Regions from separate parts of the Mus musculus genome. Here region 1 is linked to region 2. The links are chromatin contacts, called in public ChIA-PET maps. All regions are on one chromosome and are shown on one strand. The core of a region is the stretch at or near the end of the contact, and the rest is flanking DNA. Distances in the headings are between cores, read along the strand shown.

Region 1 (4,708 bases), core at 1,198-3,697, 160 kb before region 2:
CTGGATTCTCCCACCATTTCCTTCTGCTACTTTTGAGATGAGACTGTTGAATAAAACATTAGCTTTTTGTGCTGTTGTCTGTCTTTCTTGATTAGTCCAAGATTGCCCTTGGGTTCCTTGAGTAACAGCCCCTCCTTTTTTTTTTTTTTTTTTTCTTATAAAAGTGGCATGGCACTTTTTATTTTTACAACCAGAAAATAAGTCCCAAATTCTCAGTTCAGAGGCTGTAGTTGAACAACAGAAAGGGGGTAAACAGGTACCAGGTAAGACTGGGGGCCCTGGCCCGCTCAGCCCAGAGAACCCCAGGTAGCTAGCACAGAAGTTCTAAGTCTAGTAGTGTCCTCTGCTCTGGTCACTTCTCCTTCAGGGGCTCAATTTAGCCACTTGGACTCCAGTTCGGGGCTGCCCTGAGATGGGGCTGGGGTGGTAAACAACCCCTGATCACAGGTAGTATGGGCTGTGGGACAGGTGCAGGCCCAAAGATGTCTCTGTAGTAACAGGTGTCAAAATCAGGGCTGAACACTGTTATAATGGAAATAAAGAGTCCAGATGGGGGCTTCCAGTTTCCCTACCATGCCTCTGGGGTGGAAGAAGAGCCCTTAGAGGTGGGGAAGCAGCCACTGAGCCACCACCCCTTCACATCTCTCATGTGGCTGGAGGATCTTCAAGTAGACACTAGCATCATCCCACAGCCAAGAAAACTGTGACCTGAAACCTGGCCAACCAAACCCACAGTGTGGCCGAGTCACCTAAGCCACTGTGCTCAGGGCAGGGAATACTACATTGATGGGAAGAGGGAGTAAGGGGGAGATGGGAGAGTGAGGCCTAGGCTGGCACTTCATCACACATGTCCACCACATACAGGCATACATATACACACCATTCACACCTGCACACATGCGTGAGAGACTCAGAGATGCAAAGACAGTGTTGGCAATAGAGACACCAAAAGACGCCGAGGGATTCCAACAGCTCCAAGTCCTTAGAGTGGCTGGGTAACCTCTCCCAGGAGTTGTCCATCACAAAGCAGCGCATGTGAGGAGCACAGTAACACCAAGAGGCCTGACACCCATGGAGGGAACAGTGGGACGGCCCCTCCTTATATAGCTTTGGGTTCCTGGCATCTAGTAAATCCGTGACATAAAATAAATGGATGAAGAATCCGCTAGTACTGCAAGCTATATGACTGCAGCACCTGTACCTTTGATGCCACCTATTTTTGCCATCCTACTTAGAGCTATCATGCCTGCATCTTAGAAGGACTGGCCTTGGGCTTGGAAAGGCTGAGGTGTCTTGCTCAGAAGCGAAGATCTTAGAAACCGGGAGCTCAGACCCCATTGCCCCTCAGTACCAGGCTCACGGCTGACATACAGAAACCATGGTTCTCGGGCAGGTATGTGCATTCAGCCTGTCACTCCTGACTACCATCAGCATGCCTCATCCATGGTTGTAGTCCTGGGTCTATAAGGAACATAGGCTGGTCACCAGGTGACCCAGCACCTACAATAGCCAAAAAGAACATAGCACTGGAATGTGTAGCTAGGGGCAAGTCACTGCCCCAGTGAGGGAGTTTTCCAGCAGTGATGCCAAAGCAGTGTTAACTGTTGGAAGAGCTTGTAAGTGCCCTGGAGAAAGCTTAGCCACCTAGTGAAAGACAGTGTTTTATTGTTTAGTCAATTCTGTCGTTCACATTTAAAAGCGAAACTTCTCCTTTAAAGGGCACCATTGTCTTTCCTCTGCTTGCGTGGCCAGGGCCAGAGCTCCCTGGAGATACTGCTTGGGGATTTAGTGTTCTAGAAATTCAGAGTCACAAGTGATGTAAGTTGTGTGTCACCTTTTTTCATGAACTTCTGAGTTGCTGGGTCACACCCAAAAAACTACCGGGCAGGCTCTTCTTTGGGCTTGCCTTTCCCTTCATTTCCTCATAAGTAGCTTTAACGCCATCTGCAAGTAGTTTCTTATTCCTAAGGGCTCATCACCATTGAGATTCATTGCTACCGCATGTAATCTAAGATCCACGCCATACTCAGGTCTCTAGTTGTGGCCCACGTCTTTTTATACCTGATTGCGTTTTGCTCTGTGTGGCGGGAGTGGCAATAGGATGCTGGGCATCCCCTGCAGGCGGGGTTCTGACCTTCAGTCCAGCAGTAGGGAAAGAGCTATAGTAGCCCAGGTCTGCCCGGCCCTGAGGGCTTCAAGCTCGGTGGGAGCCCAGCCCTCTCAGGTTACAGGCTCCATTTTCAGAGAAACGCCTCCAGATTGAGGAGTAGCCGGCCCGTCAGGCATGGCTAATTGAGCTCCGAGAGGAAAGCAGCTGCTAGCGGATTTACACTGTGGCTTCCGGGGCTGGCTGGCTGGTTTGCTAACCTGGAGTTTAGATTACGGCTAATCCTTGGGGGTGGCTTCCGGTGCTCCAGGCTGCGTCTGCGCATAAGATACTTCCGGCGGGGTCACGCCGCTCTACTGGTGGTACCTGCGTGTACGGAGCTTCCGGCGGGGCTCCACCGCGGGAGCTTCCTATTCTGGTCCCAGCCTTGGTTGGCAGCATGGCTTCTCTCCTGGCCAAGGATACCTATCTTCAGGACTTGGCCAAGAAGATCTGCGCGCAGCCTGGCCCTGAACGACAGAGGAGCACATGGGGTAAGGCATCCGGCTCGAGCAGCTTTTGGGAGCAGACGCCGTCAGTAAGGAGCCCGCTGTCCTAGGTCGGGGCCGGACCCCCCGCAAGGGATATGAGTTCGAGCGGGTGGGTACTCGCGGGGACAGCAAAAGCTTGAGCTCTGGGCCCTGAAGGAGTGGGAGGCAGTTAGGAAATTACCAGACTCGAACGGAAAGAAAATCGGGCTTGCTACTACAAGTGTGAAGAGTTTTCTTACTGGCGTGTGTGTTTTTCAGCCCTTGTCTGTGAATGTGTTTCTTGTGTTGAAAGAACGCACACTCCATTCTTGGCTGTTTAGTTTAAAGCGCTAACATTTCCTTATCTTTGGAAGTGGAAGCAAGTCTTAAATCATAAAATGTTAATTGCGTCTGGGCCTGGTTGGTAGGGAGGCTGAGGAGAAAGACCTCGAGGTCAAGACCCGCCTGCCTGTCAGGACTACAGGATGTGATCACCTCTGCATGAGCAACTTCAGGAAACTCTCCGAAAGTAAAAGGAGCGGGTGGAGATATGGCTCAGTGGTTAAGAGCACTTGCTACTTTTGCATAGGACCCAGATTTGGTTCCCAGCAGCTACATGGCAGCTGACACCAGCCCCTAATTCCAGTTCTAGGGACTCATTAACACTCTTCTGGCTCTCAGTGGCACCAGGGATGGTCTTGATGCACAGACATACTTACAAACAGCACTCATAAAAGTAAACGAGTCTGGGAGGCACAGGTGGGAGGTGGTCTGCAAGCCTTTTAACACCAGCACTTGGCAAACAAGCAAGAAAGATTACTGTGAATTCCAGATGGCCAGGACTGCATACTGAGACCCCTTTTATTTGTTTGCTTGTTTGGAGACAGGGTTTCTCAGTGTAGCCTTGGCTATCCTGGAACTTGCTCTGTAGACCAGGCTGGCCTTGAATTCAGATTCACCTGTTTCTGCCTCCCAGGTGTGCCACCACCGCCTGGCTTAAGATCATGTGTTAAAAACAAACAAACAAACGGAGCTGGAGAGAGGGTGCAATAGTTCTGTGTATCTACAGCTCTTAGGAGAGGACCAGATTGTTCCCATCAGCCACCCTCATTTATGGTGCACATGATTAAAATGTAATAAATTTACCAAAAGAAAAAGGAGGTTTGGAAGTATGATTTAGTGTTGGAGTACTTGCCTAATGTGTGTGAGAGCTGTTGTGTGGTATCATGTAGGAAGACACATGAGTACCTGCTCAGCCAGGACACACATGCTGCACGTGAGCACAATGAAGCATTTGGTCTGGAGCCCATTTAGAATGATGGTGGCCTGTAAACATGGGTTTAGGTTTCCCCAAGTCCCATTTTCCAAGGGAAAATATTCCTTGAAGTAGTTTCTTGAAGTTTGACAGAACGAAGAAAGTCAAAGCAGGTTTAAAATACATTAGAGTGTATACCAGGTCATATAGCAAAATGACAGCTTTCTTTAGGACTAGATGCTGATGGCAGTTCCTCCCGTCCCCCAAACAGGGCTTCTCTGTGTAGCTTGTAATGTCCTGGACCCTGTAGACCAGGCTGGCCTTGAATTTACAGAGATTAGTCTGCATCTGCCTCTGAAGTGGAGTGCTGGGATTAAAGGTGTGCCTGGTGCTGATAGCATTCTTAATTTTTAGGTTGGCCTGCTAAGTGAGTATATTCCAAAACGTTTATTATCTATTAGTCACATGGAGGAGTCAGTCTGCAGACAGCTTCTTTCCAGGAAATCTCTGGCAGAACCAAAGGCAGAATACTGCTGAAGTCCAGAGAGGCAAATGAATTGAGCCTTATGGGGTGACTCACAGGAGTGGAAATGATTCAAACACAGCTTTACCACCAAAGTCTACCCCAGCATGGGTGATGGATCACAAAAGCTGGAAACCTGAAGTGCACTGCACAACTTGCAGGCAGCTCAAAAGTTGGAGAGTATTTATTTCATGTACTTCTGTTTGATTAAGTGATGCTCTGCCTTCTTATCTATGCTTGGGGAAGAGGGGATCTAGTGAATCTGGTCAGTTTCAGGGACTTCTAAGCCTTGGTGTTTGGTTCCTGAGTTTAAG
Region 2 (4,172 bases), core at 420-2,919:
GGGAAGACACTGCTGGGCAAGCATGGTCCTCAAGAACAATATGTTGCCTTGACTACGCAGCTTACTAAGCATCTCTTGTGGATGTGTTCAGTGGGCGAGGAGGACACATAGGAACTATGGCATGGGAAGGATTCTAGGAATAAAAGGACAGTTTTCCAAGTGTCCTGGGTATTTTGATTGGGGACACATCCTTGAAAGGACACTCATACCTAGACATGCAGTGTCTTTCTTATCTCAATATCCAAGCAAATAGACTGCAGAACTCCAGGTACTGAGGAGTCTGCTCTGTCTGTCTTAAGGTTTTTCCAGGAGTTAAACTTAACAATTGTGATCGTCATGGAAGCAAGCAAACAAACAAAACCCTAGAAGAAACAAAACTCAGAGCTACAGAGTTGCGTTGAGTATTGATCCAAAACACATCATACCTGTTGTATTCATAATTAATAAATCCTGGTTTCGGTTAGCTTTCTAACTTAATGGTTTATGTTCCCAAATAAAGGATACACACACACACACACACACACACACACACACAGCCTTTATATTTTATTATGTCTAATGCAGCACAAAAGTTGGGCATTTGCCTAGCCTCCACGCTGCTAGAATCTACCTCCTGCCAATAATTCCGAGTGACTACTTCTAAATTTCGTGTTCTATCTTGGCTGTTATAGACCCAGTTGGGCAGCCCTCTGTGCCATGCTCTTCAAGCTCCTTCACATGGTGGCTAATACCTCTCTGCCCTGCATTATTCTCAGGCATGGCATTTCTCCTCTCCTCCACACTCTCTGTCCATGGTGGATCTCCTTCTTCGTCTCTTTCTCCTGGTCCCAAGCTCCAGAAAACCTAAAATTCTGCCTCTGTCTGTCCTCCCCAGCTATTGCTTGCTGCCATCTTTATTTACCAATCAGAACCAACTAGGGCAGGTTCCCAGAAGCTACTTGCAGACCCTCTCATGCAAGCAGGGTTTTGGGGGAACATGATTAGAATTCATAATACAAGCAACTACACACACCTTCAGCTAAGATGACATCATGACCAAGATCTGAAGCATGGCTCTGTTATCCTTGTGATGGAACATGAGGGCAAATGGTAACACAAAGAGACAGTCGAGGCCAGGCGGTGGTGACTCACGCCTTTAATCCCAGCACTCAGGAGGCAGAGGCAGGCAGATTTCTGAGTTCGAGGCCAGCCTGGTCTACAGAGTGAGTTCCAGGACAGCCAGGTCTATACAGAGAAACCCTGTCTCAAAAAAAAAAAAAAAAAAAAAAAAAAAAAAAAACAAAAAACAAAAAGAGAGAGAGACTGGAGACATGGAGAAACAAAAAGGTCATTTAGAGTAATGGCTGACATGGGGTAAAGGTAGAGTCAACTTTACTTAATTAGAGGAAAGCATGGCCACTTTTAGTGGACTAGCTTGTGATCTCTAAAATCACCTGCTTGCCTTTCTACTCAAGCACAATGAATTTTTTCTTGTTGAAAACCTTTCTGCCCCATTTTTTGCTTTGGGTTTTCCCCTGTGGACAGAAGCAAGATGAACAGAGGAATCCTGACTACACAGCTCTGCAGTGAGCCAGTGGAAATTCCCAGAGGAGGAAGCACTGAGTGTAGAAAAGGAAGTAGTGTAATTTGGGTGTGTCTAGATCTAGTTATGTTTCAGGAACTTGTGGTTCTTGAGTGGTCTTACAAGGATTGCCACATAGCAACATTGGAGACCACAGTCATCTGAAAAGCTTCACACAGCACGTCTGTTGTCTCTCTCTGTTCTTTTAGAACATTCTTATTCTAAGTTATATGTGGGACCATGAAAGGCAGCCTGTTATGGTTGAGCGAGGCTTGCTCTGGAGACCCAGTAGAAAACTCTACAAGGGACAGAACAGTGAGCCATGTTCCCAGAGGCAGGTGCCTGACACCACAGAGCCCCCAACTCCATAATTCTGTGACTATCAGCCACACAGACAAAGTCCCAAGCTCCTGGCATTCTAGCTAGACCCCATCCCTTTTAAAAAAATTTTTTATTAGATATTTTCTTCATTTACATTTCAAATGCTACCCCAAAAGTCCCCTATACCCTTCTCCTGCCCTGCTCCCCTACCCACTCACTCCCACTTCTTGGCCCTGGTGTTCCCCTGTACTGGAGCATGTAAAGTTTGCAAGACCAAGGGGCCTCTCTTCCCAATGATGGCTGACTAGGCCAGCTTCTGGTACATATGCAGCTAGAGACACAAGCTCTGGGGGTACTGGTTAGTTCATATTGTTGTTCCACCTATAGGGCTGCAGACCCCTTCAGCTCCTTGGGTACTTTCTCTAGCTCCTCCATTGGGGGCTCTGTGTTCCATCCAATAGATGTCTGTGAGCATCCACTTCTGTATTTGTCAAGCACTGGCATAGCCTCACAGGAGACAGCTATATCAGGATCCTTTCAGCAAAATTTTGCTGGCATATGCAATAGTGTCTGCGTTTGGTGACTGATTATGGGATGGACCCCCAGGTGGGGTAGTCTCTGGATGGTCCATCCTTTCGTCTTAGCTCCAAATTTTGTCTCTGCAGCTTCTTCCATGGATATTTTATTCTCTATTCTAGGGAGGAATGAAGTATCCACACGTTGGTCTTCCTTCTTGATTTTCTTGTGTTTTGAAAATTGTATCTTAGGTATTCTAGGTTTTGGGCTAATATCCACTTATCAGTGAGTGCATATCATGTGTATTCTTTTGTGATTGGGTTACCTCACTCAGGATGAAATCCTCCAGATACATCCATTTGCCGAAGAATTTCATAAATTCATTGTTTTTGATAGCTGAGTAGTACTCCATTGTGTAAATGTACCACATTTTCTGTATCCATTCCTCTGTTGGGGGACATCTGGGTTCTTTCCAGCTTCTGGCTATTATAAATAAGGCTGCTATGAACATAGTGGAGCATGTGACCTTATTACCAGTTGGAACATCTTCTGGGTATATGCCGAGGAGAGGTATTGCTGGATCTTCCGGTAGTACTATGTCCAGTTTTCTGAGGATCCGCCAGACTGATTTCCAGAGTGGTTGTACAAGCTTGCAATCCCACCAGCAATGGAGGGGTGTTCCTCTTTTTCCACATCCTTGCCAGCATCTGCTGGCTAGACTCCATCCTTTCAGTTATCTGACAATAGCTAGGTATGCTCCTCCCCACAGCTTCCCTGCAACTACAAGATAGCCCAGCTCACAATAAAAGGGGCTGCTTAGCCTCTCCTCTCTCTCTTAAGCTCTCACCTTTTTTACTCTCATCTCTAGCTCTCCTTTTCCCACTCCCTTCCCCCCTTCTCTCCACGTGGCCATGGCCAGCCTCTCTCTTTCTCTCTGTCTTTCTACAATAAAGCTCTAAAATCATAGACTGTCTCTGTTCATCAAGGCCCACCATACTTGAATGATGGAATAAGTTCTCACCTAAAGAGCTGTGTCTAACCTCATGCTGTAAGGCTTCCCTGTGCTCCAGCAATGGACAGGACCAAGGACTGTTGCCCATGTGGGAACCACCCAGTGCCCCCTCTCTCCTTGTCTTCTCCTCTCTTTGGCCCGGGGATGACTGAGCCACCCCTGGGGCCTCCACTTTGTTCTCAGCTCTTCTGCAGTGTCCAGCGGCATCTGGGATGCAGACTAAGAACCTGTTATATCTGGCCTCAGTGAGGCCCAGAGACCCTGGACTTCCCATTGTCTATCCCCTCGAGCTAGGGTCTGTGGCTTTCCACAGCCAGACACCCATCCGGGGCTGCATGAAGAGCATGCCTCAGTCCTCCTCGTCTGCCCGCCCAGAGCACTGGAACTCTGGTGAACACAGGTTTTCTCCCACTCCCTTTATTCCCCCACACCCGCTGCCCAACAGTTATCTCATTCCTCTCCTTTCTCACCTATAACCATTAGCTATATATATACTCAATGATTTTTCAAGCTCCTAAAAAGTAAGATCTGTGTTTCACTCTTTATTTCAGACACTAAAAAGGTTCTAGCCACATAAAGGAGTCATGAATCTGTGTCCACAAATGTGAAGTTGCTCCATCAAGGATCAGGGTTTCATCTCCAACGAAGAAACTCTAGTGTTCTGCACGTTTGACCATCTCAGGACCTTATGAAAGTACATATGGAACCCTGTTCCCATTGACACAACTTGGGCTTCTTCAACACATTCTGACCTGATGTTAG

Evidence for each region. ChIA-PET counts read pairs in DNA pulled down with a chosen protein or histone mark.
Region 1: a contact with region 2 is called in an RNA polymerase II ChIA-PET map of memory CD8 T cells, with 450 read pairs. The contact joins the promoter of Surf6 here to the enhancer-like site in region 2. A contact is called at or near these places in 2 of 484 Hi-C or Micro-C datasets (both in bone marrow-derived macrophages), 7 of 115 datasets of contacts at active chromatin or transcription factors (the SCID.adh cell line, bone marrow-derived macrophages, effector CD8 T cells and 2 more) and 3 of 9 other capture datasets (adipose tissue, macrophages and pancreatic islet).

Annotation. Positions count from the first base shown.
Region 1 is chr2:26,900,626-26,905,333 of GRCm38.p6, reverse strand. It overlaps Surf6 (surfeit gene 6), which reads left to right and starts at 2,447. Exons shown (of 5, transcript NM_009298.4): 1 at 2,447-2,640. The coding sequence starts at 2,547. Med22 (mediator complex subunit 22) reads left to right here. Exons shown (of 4, transcript NM_001033908.1): 4 at 1-67.
Region 2 is chr2:26,741,983-26,746,154 of GRCm38.p6, reverse strand. No RefSeq gene overlaps it. Among named protein-coding and RNA genes, the nearest start is that of Gm39773, 12 kb to the right of the region's middle. Within about 2 kb of position 1,669, at least 73 of the 459 cell types and tissues checked have an H3K27ac peak or open chromatin away from gene starts, as enhancers often do. A contact at or near this core is called in adipose tissue, bone marrow-derived macrophages, effector CD8 T cells and 2 more, where this site is marked.